2 separate regions of the Gossypium hirsutum genome follow, and region 1 is linked to region 2. Evidence: chromatin contacts called from public Hi-C data. All regions are on one chromosome and are shown on one strand. The core of a region is the stretch at or near the end of the contact, and the rest is flanking DNA. Distances in the headings are between cores, read along the strand shown.

What was found. A called contact is a pair of places that touch in the nucleus more often than the background predicts.
Region 1: a Hi-C map of leaf shows a contact between it and region 2, with 1.6 times the contacts expected there. The contact joins the promoter of LOC107949817 here to the promoter of LOC107949820 in region 2. A contact is called at or near these places in 2 of 34 Hi-C or Micro-C datasets (both in leaf).

What each region holds. Positions count from the first base shown.
Region 1 is chrD03:38,311,931-38,315,869 of Gossypium_hirsutum_v2.1, reverse strand. It overlaps LOC107949817 (photosynthetic NDH subunit of subcomplex B 4, chloroplastic), which reads left to right and starts at 2,613. Exons shown (of 5, transcript XM_016884584.2): 1 at 2,613-2,904; 2 at 2,986-3,160; 3 at 3,274-3,329; 4 at 3,436-3,507. The coding sequence starts at 2,791.
Region 2 is chrD03:38,140,160-38,144,007 of Gossypium_hirsutum_v2.1, reverse strand. It overlaps LOC107949820 (malate dehydrogenase, chloroplastic), which reads left to right and starts at 1,508. Exons shown (of 2, transcript XM_041090069.1): 1 at 1,508-1,952; 2 at 3,044-3,848. The coding sequence starts at 3,077.

The sequences.
Region 1 (3,939 bases), core at 1,364-3,863, 170 kb before region 2:
TCTCAGTTGAATGAAAGGAAAATTAGATGGATCTCCGAAAAGGAATTGACGGTAAAAAGGATCTAGCCCGGACGGGTGATCCTATCCTGATATAGCCTTCTCGAAGAATATGTGAAAAATGGATTTAGCCCGGACAGGTAATCCGAATTAGGGTCTGAATTTAGCCTGGACTGGTAATCCCGACAATATTCTATGAGTTTATATTACAGGGGATTTAGCCTGGACTGGTAATCCCACTGTAAGGATGAGGTTCGCAGGAGTGTGCTCTCTAAAATGGAAATGTGCGCACATGAATATGAATTGACGGACCCAGATTTGTACACTAAAGTGTACCTCTAAAAATCCATCGAAATTCCGAGAAATTTAACGAGATAAATATGGAAAAATAACAAGGGAATGGAAAATATGGAATTGATGAGCTCATCAATCATTTGTCTTTGTAATGAATTTATATGATGTTTACTTAACTAATGCAAAAGTTGAGTTTGTATGTGATAGGTATATGTTTATGTGAATTGGATGTGTGCTTGTGTTATTAAATGATAGGTGTATAATATGGTAAGTATAATTCTTGTTGCATGAACTTACTAAGCACAATGTGCTTACCCCATTCTTTTTTTCCTTATTTTGTAGTGCTCGGGAGCTCGAAGGTTGGAGATTAGTTGGAGCTTTATCACACTATCAACCCATATCTTTTGGTATTTGAAAATGACTTATTTTGAAAGAATGGCATGTATAGACTAAATACCAATATTACATAGAAATGAATGTTTGTAACTTAGCTGTTGGTATGGCTAAAGTAAGTATAACTTTGAGATTTTGCGAAAAATTTCTTATGGCTTCGATTTAATATCAGTTATTCCCGATGTATGTTTTGGGCTTCAAAGGCCTATCCAAGGGACATCATGACATGATTAGATAAATGAATAAGAATTAAACTCGTAATAACAGAAAAAACTTTAATTCAGTAAAATATGGTAATGCCTCGTATCCTATTTTGGCGACGGAAACGGGTAGGGGGTATTACAAAATAAAATAGGACTGGTCCAACAAGAATGGGGCGGCCCATACCGTCCATATAGCTGACCCAATCAGCTGATTTTAGTTGATTTTCACACTTGCAAAATGGTCCTTGAACTTCTCCTAAATGCCATTCAACCCCCTCCACTTTTCATGCCTTATACTTTTTGCCCTAAGCTAAAAATAGCAAGTTTGAATCACTCAAACTTGTTTAATGCATGGCCAACCAAGGGAGAGGGAGTCACTGATAATTCTGTGCTATTTTTCGTAGCCATTTCCACCTATAAATGCCCCTATTCCTTTCCTCATTTCACACAATTCACATCTCACACATTCTTCACCTTTCTCTCTTCCATTTTCTTCACTGTTTTCCCATTTGCTTGTCATCTTCCTTTGTCGATTTCCCCTCTTGAAAGAGAGCTTGCATCTCCCTTGGAGTAACAACATTTAAGTGTTCGTTAAGGCCTTGAATCGACAAAACAAGCTATGAAGAAGATGAGTACACTAGTCTAGCTTTGGAGAAACACCGAGATCTGTTTCCTAGTTCTCTTCTCTTTAATTTTTCTAATTTATGTTGTGATTATGAACATAAATATTTGTTGTGTTGTTGTTCTTGATTTAATTAAAATGGCTTAGATTTAATTCAAATGGTTTAGTTAAAAAAATACCAAGTGGCCGTGAAATTATTTGTAACAACATGAACATGGGTTTAGTAATTCTAAGTTAAGGAATGTAATTGATTGAACACAATTATGTCATATTGATTAAACTCATTTTAAAAAAATTGTGTATTGGAACATTTTTACTTTTTATTTTTCTTAGTTAATTTTTAGTTTTGTAAATACTTTTTCAAATCAATATATTTTTCTTTCACCAAATTGTTTAAAGTTGTATTTCATAAATATTTTCTTTCACAGTCCTTGTGGGCATAATAACTTGACATTTACTTGTCACTTTATTACTTGTTAGTGATTGTGTACACTTGCACATTTTTGTCGTTCCAACTATCCATGCATTGACAAACCTAGCTCCTACATGACTACGAGCTCACCAAGACTGTGAGCTCACCATATTTGCGAGCCCACCATATATGCAAGCTCATCAACAGTGCGAACTGCGAGGTCATGTTATTTTGGGTTCACATGAAAATCTTCCAAGAAATATTAGGGTTAATATTATTTTGGGTTAGAATTCCAGAAAATGTTTTTATGTTGAGTTTGAAATTTTTTAATTTAGATTAATGTTTTATATTTTTGGAAAAAAAAGGCCATGTTCTAATTTGAGACAATTATTAAATTTAAAGTTAAATTTAGATAAAAAGTATTTCAATTTTAGTGTGGGATAATTATTAAGTTAAAGTCTAAAAATTAGATTATGATGAACTATTATTGTTTTAGTTAGGTTGTTTGTAATTGTGAAAGAATTGCAAAGGTTAAAACACGAAATAAAATATAACATGATATTAGAAAATAATACAAATTGAGTTGTTCTCATATTTTATCATTATTGCTGATTAAATATATTTTTCAAAACCATTATTTTATAACAATTTTAATAATAAAAGTGAGCCACAAATCGAACCAGGCCGAGATATGACATGAATTTTTTTTTACAAAACGGATCGTGACCCGACCGAGGGCCGAGTAAGAATGGATGCAAATGAGTGCCTTATCCACTTAGCCCTCCACTCACATAACTAAAGTACCAAAAATCCATAACTTTTGGAAGAAAAAAAAAGAAAAAAGAACTACCCCATTCTACAAACCAAATATGAGCTTCACCATTTTAAAACCATGGATTCACTGTAGTTATCTTCAACCTACCAAATTCGGCAACTACCCATCTTCAAGCAGCACTAGACTTTTCAACAATGGCTGCCAGCAGGTAAGTAGTTTGGTGAGTGATTTGATTTGCAGGGATGTTACTGCAGTACCAGCTTGAAATTTGTGATTTATATACATATAGATTGATGAAGGCAACAAGAGTAAAATAAGGGGAGCTTTTGTTAAAGTGAATGCTTTACCAGACTGGCCTCTAATGGCAGTTTTAGTTCATCATGTTCAACAACTTGATGCCCAAAGAGAAATTATAACCAATAAATCTATTTGGCATCTTAGTGATGAAGCCATTAAAAAAGTTTGTAAGTGTTTTTCCATCAATTCATTCATTCATTCAAATTGGTCAGTGATTTATGTATTGAAGCTATATGATGAAATGCTGAAGAATTTTCCTTTGGTCCTTTTTGCTTTGCAGATGCTTTCTACATTATGTTCACTTGCTGGGGATGTTTGTTTTTTGGGTCCACCAAGGTATAATCATATGTCCATTGATTTTGTTCGCTACAACTGATATATAATGGGTGGCTTTCTTTTAATTTGAGCTTTAAAGTATCTGATTTAGAACATCATTGTGTAGGATCCATACTATGATTCTGAAGTATACAGGAAAGATGGAGGTGATGGTACTGGACATTGGGTTTATGAGAAGGTTAATTACATCCCTTAATTTCCTCATCTATATCATATTTATTTAAGACCTTAATTAAGTTGTTGTCATGAGTTAATCAGACACTAACTCGATTAAAGAATTACGAGAATATCTTTCTATAATCAAAATAAATTATATTATTGGAATGCATTTTAATCTTTTAATTAAAAAATCAATAAAAATATACATATAATGAAACTAGAACCCCTGTAAATTGTATTAATAAAACTTAAATTAACCAATCAACTAAAACTTTGTTTTAATAACTTTTATATATTTTCATTCTAATATTCATATTTTATTACCTCCATCAATTGTATATATATACTGTATAAAGTACAATCAACCCAGTTGTAAAATTATTAAATTATTATTTTAAAAGATAACTAATATTATTCTAAGAATTTTTTTAGTCTCTTGATACTTTTATAA
Region 2 (3,848 bases), core at 259-2,758:
TGATATTTTTAATTAAAGTTTACCCCACAATATTAATTTTGATGGTTTGAAAATATAATTTAATAAGAAAATTTATTTCAAATATTCAATTTTAATTGATAAAAATAGTTTAATTTATAAATATTAACAATTAATAAATTAACTTATAATTTTTATTTAATGAAATAAATACTTGAAAAAATAAAAATTCATATATAAAAATACATTTATTTTTTAAAATAACCATTTTATTAATTTTAATATTATTTTAGTTACCTTGTTAATGTCAAAAATTAAAATAATATATAAAAAATATTTTTATTAAGTTTTGTCTTCAAATTGTTTGAAATTGAATAGCAAAACACAACCAAAAAAAATTAATTTTAACCAGAAAATTCAATCAAATAAAAGTAAAAAGACAAAAATCAATATAAAGTAAAATATAGTGATAATTTTCAATTTACGTCTAAAGTAGCAAATTAACATAATAACCTTTTAAATCATTAAAATATTAATTTTTAAAAAAATGGAAATGTGTAAAATTAACTTATTTTTTACGATGAATCCTCCAAATTTAATATGTTTTAGTACATGTTTTCAATAAATAAAAAAGAGGAAACCATAATAAATTATTATTACATTTGGGTAAGTTGTCGAATAAGTAATGAACAAAAGAAAAAGTTACCAAATATCTAGCCAAAAAGAAAATGCTTTATTAGTAAATTGTTCTTAGTTAATTATACCAAACATCCCCAAGTTATGATTCTTATTTTAAATTAATCCCTAAACTTTAAAACATCCTAATTATCTCCTAAACTATTGAGGTTATATTAATAAGATCATTTCGTTATTAAAATTGTCAATTTAACTGTTAAATAGACTCATATGTCATAATTTAAAATAAAAATGAATATTGCAAAAATCTTGGATTTGATATTTTTTAAACTTTTAAAGAAACTTTATCATTCACTCACTCTCTCTTTCTTCAATTTTATTTTATTTTAGTTTTTAATTTTAAAAGTTGTGAGACAATATTTTATTTTTCTTTAAACAATTCATTTTAAATTATGTCACATAAGACTTGATGTTTCATTTAATGGTTAAATCAGCGATATTAATAATGGAAGGACTTGATTGATATAACATCGATAGTTTGAGCACGTAATTAGAATGTTTTAAACTTTAGAGATCAATTTAGAATGAGGGTCATAGTCTGGGGATGTTTAGTGTAATTAACTCTTAATTTTTATCTTAGCTTGTAAAAGTTTTTTTAGATAAATAACATTAGTAGTCGTCCAACTATGTTTTTTTCTTTTCTTTTTTGGCCGCACCAACTATTTTGAGTTCATGGGAGTTTTTGTTTTTATGTTAGTCAGGCTAAAAAAATATAAAATTAAATAATTAGGTAACCATTTTATAAATTTTTATATTTAGGTTATAAAAAAATTTACTAATAATTAGATCATCATTTTATAATTGGTTCACCAAAAATATAAAAAAAAATTAATACGTCACCTCTATTTTTTTTATCATTTCTGTGAAAAGGAAAAACAAAATACTTTGATTAAAGAGAAAAAAACACAAGCAAAGAAAGAGGAATTAAAAAGGGTATGAAAAGGCAAGCAAATCTTAGCTGTAGAGAGTAGAAACCATCCCTTCAACCATCGGCCACAATTTCTTCTTGGCAAGCCAACAAAAACTTGAAATAATCTAAAACAAAATCGAACACTTTTTGGTAGATTCTTTCCAGGTAGCGGCGGTGTATTCGGTACACACTCAAAAATATAATTTTAACTCCAGCCCAGAAAGAGTAGGTGAAAGTCGAAAATTTTGGTGCCTTGTTCGAAGTTTATTGGTCCAGTTTCTCCTATAAATACCAAAAGCCGAATTAAAAAGCCTATTTTTTTCTCGTACATATCACTTTGCTTCCCTTAAGTTAAGCGCGGTCTCTCTTCATCTTTCAGATCTCAAAGGTTTGTTTCCTTTTCTTAATTAGTTTCTGATCTTTATTTCCAGTTGTAATTCTTGAATTCTAAACTATGGGGTTTGTTTATTTGTCCAAATATCATTTGGGTTTTTGTTTATTAATCCGAACCATTATCTGGGTTTGCTCTGTTTGCTTGTTTCTGATAGTCATTTTATTGCTTCTTCTAAGATGCAATATTGATTAGATCTATACTATCGGTTTCTTTATTTCATTGACATTTCTTTCATTTTTTCCAGCTTGGAATTTGGAAACATAGTATTCTGGTTGGGTATCTCTTGAAATGTTGGGCATTGTGTTTCTGGATTTTTCTTATGTTGCCTTGAGTGAAATGCTTGGGAGAAGAGATGAACTCATCTTTTGATGCTTTGGAGGAATTGTTTGAAGATAAATCCGGTTATTATTTTCAATGATTTGTGAAAAGGGGTTCCTCGATATTGAAATTCCTGAAATCAACATTCAATTTGGGGATTATCCATAAGGGATATTTGATCCGGTTCACATGATTATTTATTTCAAGTTTGTGAAACTAATGTTAAGAATGTGATTAATGGAAAGAATATGGTAACTCAGACCAAGTTAACCAGATATGGCGTCCAAATTTTATATAGAAGAAACCTGATTTGCCTTTTTGAATAAATTTGTAATTTGTTATTGACTAGACGTGTGCTTTGAAAGAAGTGGGATCTCGGCATTTTCCTATTCGGTTATAGGAGCTAATTTTCTGACCAGGATTTTGTATAACGAATACAAAATTGATACCTTTGGTTTCATAGAATAAGTCCCTTGCTATTGTTTTCTGGCTATGATTGACAGGAATGATAGATCTATCGGTTCCTTTTGCTTTTAGTTCTTTTTAATGCTCCTTCATTATTATTAAGATAGAAATAGATGCTTGCTTTGTTGGTTTCTATATTTTTGACTGCAAGCATGTCTTGGAACCACAATTCATGTTTATTTCTTTGGCAACTATTTGTTTGTCTGTGACATTTGCTTCTTGATAGTTTTAAAAATGGAGGCATGCATTCTGGATGTGAGTCATGCAGCTTATTGATTATATTACTTCATATCTCGTTTCAGGCCTAGACGCTGTTTCCTGTTTCAAAGCGTGAGATGGCGACAACATCAGCAGCTACATTCTCGATCGGATCGACTGTCTCCTTTGGAAGAAGGGGGAGTCCACCTCCTCTAACAAAACCTTCTGCTGCAAGGTGCACCTCACAGAATTCACTTGCAAGTTTCAGTGGCCTCAAGGCAGCAACATCCGTGAACTGTGATTCTGAGTCCTCCTTCCTTGGCAAAGAAAGCAGTGCAGCTCTTAGGGGCTCTTTCGCACGGAAAGCACAGAAGCCAAACCAGAGTTCTCACCATGGCTTACAGCTTCAAGCATCTTACAAAGTGGCAATACTTGGAGCTGCTGGAGGGATTGGTCAGCCACTGGCACTTCTAATCAAGATGTCCCCGCTAATTTCAGCCCTGAACCTCTATGATATAGCAAATGTCAAGGGAGTGGCCGCAGATCTCAGTCACTGCAATACTCCTTCTCAAGTTCTGGATTTCACTGGTGCTTCTGAATTAGGAAATTGTTTGAAAGGTGTGAATGTGGTGGTTATTCCTGCTGGTGTTCCAAGAAAGCCCGGTATGACTCGTGATGACCTCTTCAATATCAATGCCAACATTGTTAAGACTTTGGTTGAGGCTGTTGCTGATAATTGTCCCGATGCCTTCATCCATGTTATTAGCAATCCGGTTAACTCCACAGTACCAATTGCTGCTGAAGTTCTGAAGCAGAAGGGTGTTTATGATCCAAAGAAGCTTTTTGGTGTTACCACATTGGATGTTGTGAGAGCTAACACATTCGTTGCTGAGAAGAAAAACCTTAAGC